Regions from separate parts of the Macaca mulatta genome. Here region 2 is linked to region 1. The links are chromatin contacts, called in public Hi-C maps. All regions are on one chromosome and are shown on one strand. Each heading gives the region's core, a stretch centred on a gene start, on an enhancer-like site or on the middle of the called end of the contact. The rest is flanking DNA. Distances are from core to core; before and after follow the strand shown.

Region 1 (3,180 bases), core at 476-2,975:
CTTTACCTACTTTTTGAAATTGCACACTCTATGTTGTGGAGGTTGATGAAGGACCATTTCTCTACCAGAACAACTGTGATGAATATGTTTAGGAGGTTTCCATGTTACAGTGTTCTTGTGATTCTGGAGACAACTTGTTCAAGCCATACGTCTTAGTGCAGCAGTAGATTTTTTAGTTAATAATGTTTGGGGCTATCTGGGTTACCTTAGGTTGACTATATGAATAGTTAAGTTTTTCGTATTTTTCAGTATTTTGAAATAGTTCAGACAGTTGTGAAAGAAAAAGGTATTAAAGACAGTAAAACAGATTTTATTAAGTATTGCAGTGGAGGAAAGCAGCTTCAGTAAAGCTGAGCTCAACTCTGATTACAGCAAAGCCAGCCTGGGATTTATAAAGCGTACAAGCACAGTGAGGAGTCAGTGGGTGAAAAATGTCTAAAAGCAGACATCAGGGGTATGGGGATTGTCGCTAAAGGCAGGTCAAGGACTTAAGACTTCAAGGTGGCAGATGAGAAATTTGGCTAACTATTGAGGATTGGCTCTCTAGCAGGATTCTAGGGACTTGCAGGCCCAGGACAAGGCCTGGTTAAAAAGAGGGGCTTAGAGGCCTAAAGTTTGGGTAAGGAGAGTGTCTTTGTCACCGTGAAAGAAGCAGAGGAAATTAGCAGCTACCTTTAGAAAACCAAGTGTTACCATATAAGCTACTACGTTGATCTGCACTTCTCCAAGTTCCAAAGTGGCAGATCCATTTGAAATTACCCAAACATAGGCCACACATTTAACTGATGGAGATTTTGTCTACATTCTGTACATTGATAATTCTGAAGCACTCCGAGCAGTGCCTGACAGTGAGTGAGCTGGGGGACGGGGTGTGGTAGTGACTCCTGAGAGGCCCGCAACACGTGCGGCACTGTGCAGCCTCATCTCTTCGTTATTCCTTGGTAAGGAGGACCTCTGGGTTCCATGCTTTCAGAGGACAGTGAGGCTTAGCCAAGGCCACCTCCCCTCCCCATGGGGTGGATGCCCACAGACTCCAAAGAGAGACTCTTTTTCTTTTCTTTTTGTTTTTTGTTTTGAGACGGAGTCTTGCTCTGTCACCCAGGCTAGAGTGTAATGGCACGAGCTCAGCTCAGTGCAACTTCTGCCTTCCGGGTTCAAGCGATTCTCCTGCCTCAGCCTCCAGAGTAGCTGGGATTACAGGTGCACATCACCGTGCCCAGCTAATTTTTTGCTTGTCTGTTTTGAGACAGAGTTTCACTCTTGTTGCCCAGGCTGGAGTGCAATGCACAATCTCAGCTCAGTGCAACCTCCACCTCCCGGGTTCAAGCAATTCTGCCTGTCTCCCAAGTAGCTGGGAGTACAGGCATGCGTCACCATGCCCGGCCTTTTTTTTTCTTTTCTTTTTTTTTTTTAAAGCATATTTAGTGAAAACAAGGTTTCTCCATTTTGGTCAGGCTGGTCTCGAACTCCTGACCTCAGGTGATCCACCACCTACCAAAGTGCTGGGATTACAGGCGTGAGCCACCACACCTGGCCAGACAGAGTTCTTTAGGCGGGGTAAGGGGCCGCCTGGGAACCCCGCGTCCCGCCTGGACACACCGATGACCTGCAGCGGCCACACAGTGGGCCACTGGCACAGCCTTGCCCTCTGGGCCCCCGTGCCTGCGCACTCCGACGGCCTGTTCGCGCTGCAGCCCCGCTGCCTTGTGGGAAATGTAGTCCGGCGCTCCGGGCCGTAAGCGCCGGGCGCGGCTGCGTCGGTCGCCACTGCTCCCGCTCCTGCGCTCCTGCTGGGAGAGGGTGAGTGCAGGGCCGGTGGCGGGGGTGTGCGCCAGCCTGAGTCTCGTAGGCCCCCGCAGGAGGAGCTCCGCACTGCTGGGCGAGGCCCCTGCCTCCTGAGGGCTGAGGGGCGGGCCCGCCGCAGATGGGCCGGGGGCGCGGCCTCCAGCTCCCGGTGCGCTCCTTCCCCAGGAGCTGGCGGCAGGAGCACACGGGCTGCCGACCTCCAGCGCGGTCCTGGTCAGGCGCCAAGGAGGAATCACAGCCCGGGAGCAGCGGGGATGGGGGCTCGAACAAGGGCCACACCAGCCACCACGGGTCAGGGAGGGGCCCAAGGTTCCAGGAGTCGCTCAGAGCCAGGTTCCTCCTTGGCTTTCCCCAGCCGCGCGCAGTTTTGTCCTGGGACAGGGCAGATGCTGCGAACGTGGAGCGAACCTGCCCCGCAGACATCCTGGGGATTCTGGGCGACAGGCCGGGTCTCCCTGCGCAGCATCTGCCCTTTGTGTAAACCGTGTCTGGGGACCCGCCCTCTGGTTCTCATTTGGAGGGCGCTGGCGTGGGTTCACCTCCCATCTCTCAATAAGAATTGGGAGGCCAACGTGGTGCAGGTTTCTACCTCGGAATCTTTTTTTTCCCTTAAGCCATTTCACTGTAGCGCAACTAGAAAATTCAGATTAAAACAATCATTCAAAATATATATCAATCTGCATGGCAGCGTGAATATGTGTATAAGCGTAGAAACACTTTGCGCTTTGTTTTTAAACAAATATGAATATTAGTAACTTTTTCACCATCTATCTTTTAGAATTGAGTCATGAGATGCGTTTGGTAAGGGGTTTGAAGTGCACAAATCTTAAGCCTCATAGTTTTTTACTGGCCTAAACATCCAATGAAGATAGAGAATACACCTGAAAAAAAAGCATTTCAATATGTTGACGCCATCTACTTATACCAGATTTTAAATACGTCGTCGTTTTAATGAGTGTGAGGGAAAGTATGGATCCTCGTATTTAATCCTCTCCTTAGGTTTTTGTGTTAGGGTTTTTTTTTTTTCCCCCCCCAGTATTATAAACAATATAGGCCATCTGGCTGCATACATCTTTGCATTTTGTCTTATTCTATAAATCTCTTAAAGTGCTGAGATCTGGCCACTGCATTCCAGCCTGTGCGACAGAGCAAGACTCCGTCTCAAAAAAAAAAAAAAAAAAAAAAGTCTCTTAAAGTGAAATTTCTAGGTCAAGGGTACAGTAAGGCTTTTGATACTTCCTGTCTTATTCCCTCCAGAAAAGTTCCAGTTTATACAAACACTTGCAGTGTAAGAGTGCGAGATTTACCCACACCAACTGTGAATGTTAGTATTCTCTTGAACTTCTGAGAGGTGCAAAAGATAGGATTGTTTAC
Region 2 (3,180 bases), core at 461-2,960, 45 kb after region 1:
AAATGTGCCCAGCCATGTCACTCAGTTTCGAATCTACACATTTCCAGGCACACAGAATAAATCCAAATTTCCTTCCTTCAAGGCCTGTAGTTACCCCTGCAACACCATCTCGCACTCTTCCTTGTTCACTAGGCCCTCGCCAGTCATACTGACCTTGCCAAGCCTGGAGTTGACCAAGCACACTTCTCTCTGGACAGCATTTCTGTTGCCTCCGTTTAGAAGGTACTTTACCCACACGTTCACGTCGTTTCCTCCCTCACTGTATTCACATCTCTGCTCAGATGTTACCTCCTCAAAGAGAACTTCCAAAACTGCTGCTTGAAATAATTCTCCGTCCCATCACACCCTGACCCCTAACAGTAGTGTTATCACTATCCAATAAGTATTTTCTACTTGTCTGACCCCTCCTCTAGTACAATTAAAACTCCATGAGTGCAGGGGTTTCACAGCCATTTCTCCAGCCCCTGGACTCTGGGTTCTCACTCTCCGGGGCCCAGTTTGAGTGACCTGGAGTCACGAGGGAGGGGAGAGAGAAGGGTTACCAGCCATACTCACACAACATCCCCTCTGGTGCTTTACGGGGTCCCTGGGAACTGCTACAGGGGCTGCCCCTGGCCTTGCCAAGCACTTGACACATAAGTGCTCCAAAATGTCTATAGAATGAAATCTTCAATAAAACTCCAAACAGAATGCTGTAGTCACTGACACTGCTTCCTAAAACGTGGCCAACGATTCCGAATGTGACAAACGGGTCACGTTCCTGATTTTTTTCACCACCCACAAAGTTAAAACCCTCTCATCTTTCCTTCCTGAGCGCCATGCAAATTACCTATTCAAAAGCAACCAAGTATCTCCCGTTGGATATTCTTAGGCATCATCTCATCCTTGCCAGTCTCTGCAAAATATGGTCAAAAAAATAAATACCACCTTCTAAATACCACCCAGCTGTCCAGGATGCAGACTTCCTGGTATCCAGGCTCCTTCCTCTCCCTCTTCCCCACCTCTGAGAAGTCCTCAGGCACGAAGTGTTCTGCGTCCCGAACATTCCAGGGGCCGCCGGCCACCATGGGCTCTGTCCTGAGGTGCCAAGCGGGACATCCCTGCCCGACATCCTGTCCCCCCGCACCGCACACGCGTTAACGGCTGTGGCGTCTCCACCCCAGCACGCACTGGCCCGCCCGCGGGGCCAGGCTGGAAGCGTCGGGCGCTTGCCAGGCCAAGGCGCAAACCTGCCGCCTTCCAGGCCTTTTCCGCGCGGTCCCCGTCAGGAACGCGCCCGGTCGCCTCCTACTCCGTCTTCCGGACCTTCCCCGTCCTCTCTCGTCGGCGATCGGGCGTCGCTCCCCTGGACTAACCTCCCTTGTCCCATCTGCAGCTTTTCGCTCGTCTGCATCTTCCTGGGCCTTCGTGCAAGGCAGAGACCTGGTTCTAAAGCGAACGGAACGGAACCGATTCCGTAAGTTCATTCAGCTCCAGAATCCACCAGGTTCTAGATTCTGATGAGCGCGCCGAGGTCGGCGCGAAGGGGCCTCTGGGAAAGGTAGTTTCCGCGCCTGAAGCCGGGGGGCGGGGCCCTGTTCCCGCAGGCGCAAGGCAGCACGGTCTCCGCCGATTCTCCCTCTGGGAAGTGGAGTCTGGCCGGCGGAACCGCAGCAGCCCTGAGACTTGTGGGAATTCGGCCCAACGGTTCCCAGGGCAACGCGCAAGCGCAGTTCAGCTCCCGGCTGCAGACTCCAGCTCATTGTGTTCCGACTGCGATGTGGCGCTTGCGATCTCTCGCCGCCGGCAGAGGCTCCTCGAAGGGCGACACGGGGGTGACCAGGCACGGTGGTCAAAGCCGCAGAGGGAGAGCGGGAGCGGTCGTGAGGTCGTCTGGGGAGAAGGGCGGAGGCAAAGCCGAGGAGGTGCGGTTGTGGTCCCTTCTGCAGGACGCTGATCCAATGCCCCAAACTTCCCGGAATGTATGTCTGAGATTTGATCCCAAACAGAGAGAGAGAGGACGGCCAGGGGTGGTCATCCTGGGCTTGGGGTCGAGTCTGTGAGTGCCTGTGGAGGAGATGGAGCCAGGGCCTCTGGCCTGTGTCTTGGAGCGGACTCTGAGAAGCCCCGGGTTTCCGCTCAGGTGGTAGATACGCGCCTGGCGTGGTTCCGAGGCCGGAGGCGGCCGGTGCAGCAGCCCCCGAGGGACCCGGCGAAGCGGCAGCGGCGGGAGGGGGTTGTGTGTGATTAGGGCTCCTGACCCTTCCCTCTCCCCTCCCCCAACTCACACAAACGCCGCTTCTGCCCACCTGTGACTCCAGGCCACCCAAACTGGGCCCCAGAGAGTGAGAACCCTGAGGCCAGAGAAGGGTTTGCCTGAAAGGCTGCAACAGTGAAGAGCCAGCCTTCTTAGCCTCCTTTTTGAGGAGGAAGACGACGACCCTCCTTTTCCACTTCTCCTGTCACTCCCAGATAAGGCAGCTGTTCCAAAGCCGCCGAGGGAGAGCGGAGCGGTCTTCCAATCCAATCGAACCCACACTCTGCCCTCAGTTGCCTCTGCCCATCGCTTCCACCTTTTCGGGTACATCCTGGTGGATTCTGGAGCCGAATAACTTGTTAAAGAGATAATTCTCGGCCGGGTGCGGTGGCTCACGCCTGTAATCCCAGCACTTTGGGAGGCTGAGGCGAGCTGATCACCTGAGGTCAGCAGTTCGAGACCAGCCTGGCCAATATGGTGAAATACCGGTCTCTACTGAAAATATAAAAATTAACCGGGCGTGGTGGCGGGTGCGTGTAATCCCAGCTACTCAGGAGACTGGGGCAGGAGAATCGCTTGAACCCGGAAGGCGGAGCTTGCAGTGAGCCAAGATCATGCCATTGCTCTCCAGCCTAGGTGACAGAGCGAGACTCTGTCTCAAAAAAAAAAATTCTCTTGAGATCGCCCAGTGAGGCTGAAGGGAAAGACCAGAGGATGGGTGGAAGGCATGAGATCTGGGCCTGGAACAGGCTTTCTGCAAGGAAAAGTCAGTGTATGGTAGGAGAGAGAATGGGGAGCAAACAGGAACCAGAACACTCACTGCCTGGGGTCCTGGCGTCCTCCCAGGATGTGAACGCTCTCTGCCTCACTCTGGACTGCTGTATGAGAGCTTTTGACCCAGTCCTCTCCTAACAGCAGGTGTGTAGACCCTTCTAGCCTGAGGA

What was found. Hi-C and Micro-C count contacts between places; a contact is called where the count stands out from the background.
Region 2: a contact with region 1 is called in a Hi-C map of fetal cortex germinal zone, with 1.7 times the contacts expected there. The contact joins the promoter of ZNF454 here to the promoter of LOC144329390 in region 1. A contact is called at or near these places in 2 of 14 Hi-C or Micro-C datasets (cortical neurons and fetal cortex germinal zone).

What each region holds. Positions count from the first base shown.
Region 1 is chr6:187,804,172-187,807,351 of T2T-MMU8v2.0, forward strand. LOC144329390 (ZFP2 zinc finger protein) reads left to right here and starts at 1,726. Exons shown (of 6, transcript XM_077937510.1): 1 at 1,726-1,800. The region is part of intron 8 of ZFP2 (ZFP2 zinc finger protein); the gene reads left to right.
Region 2 is chr6:187,848,870-187,852,049 of T2T-MMU8v2.0, forward strand. It overlaps ZNF454 (zinc finger protein 454), which reads left to right and starts at 1,711. Exons shown (of 6, transcript XR_013395037.1): 1 at 1,711-1,961; 2 at 3,155-3,180.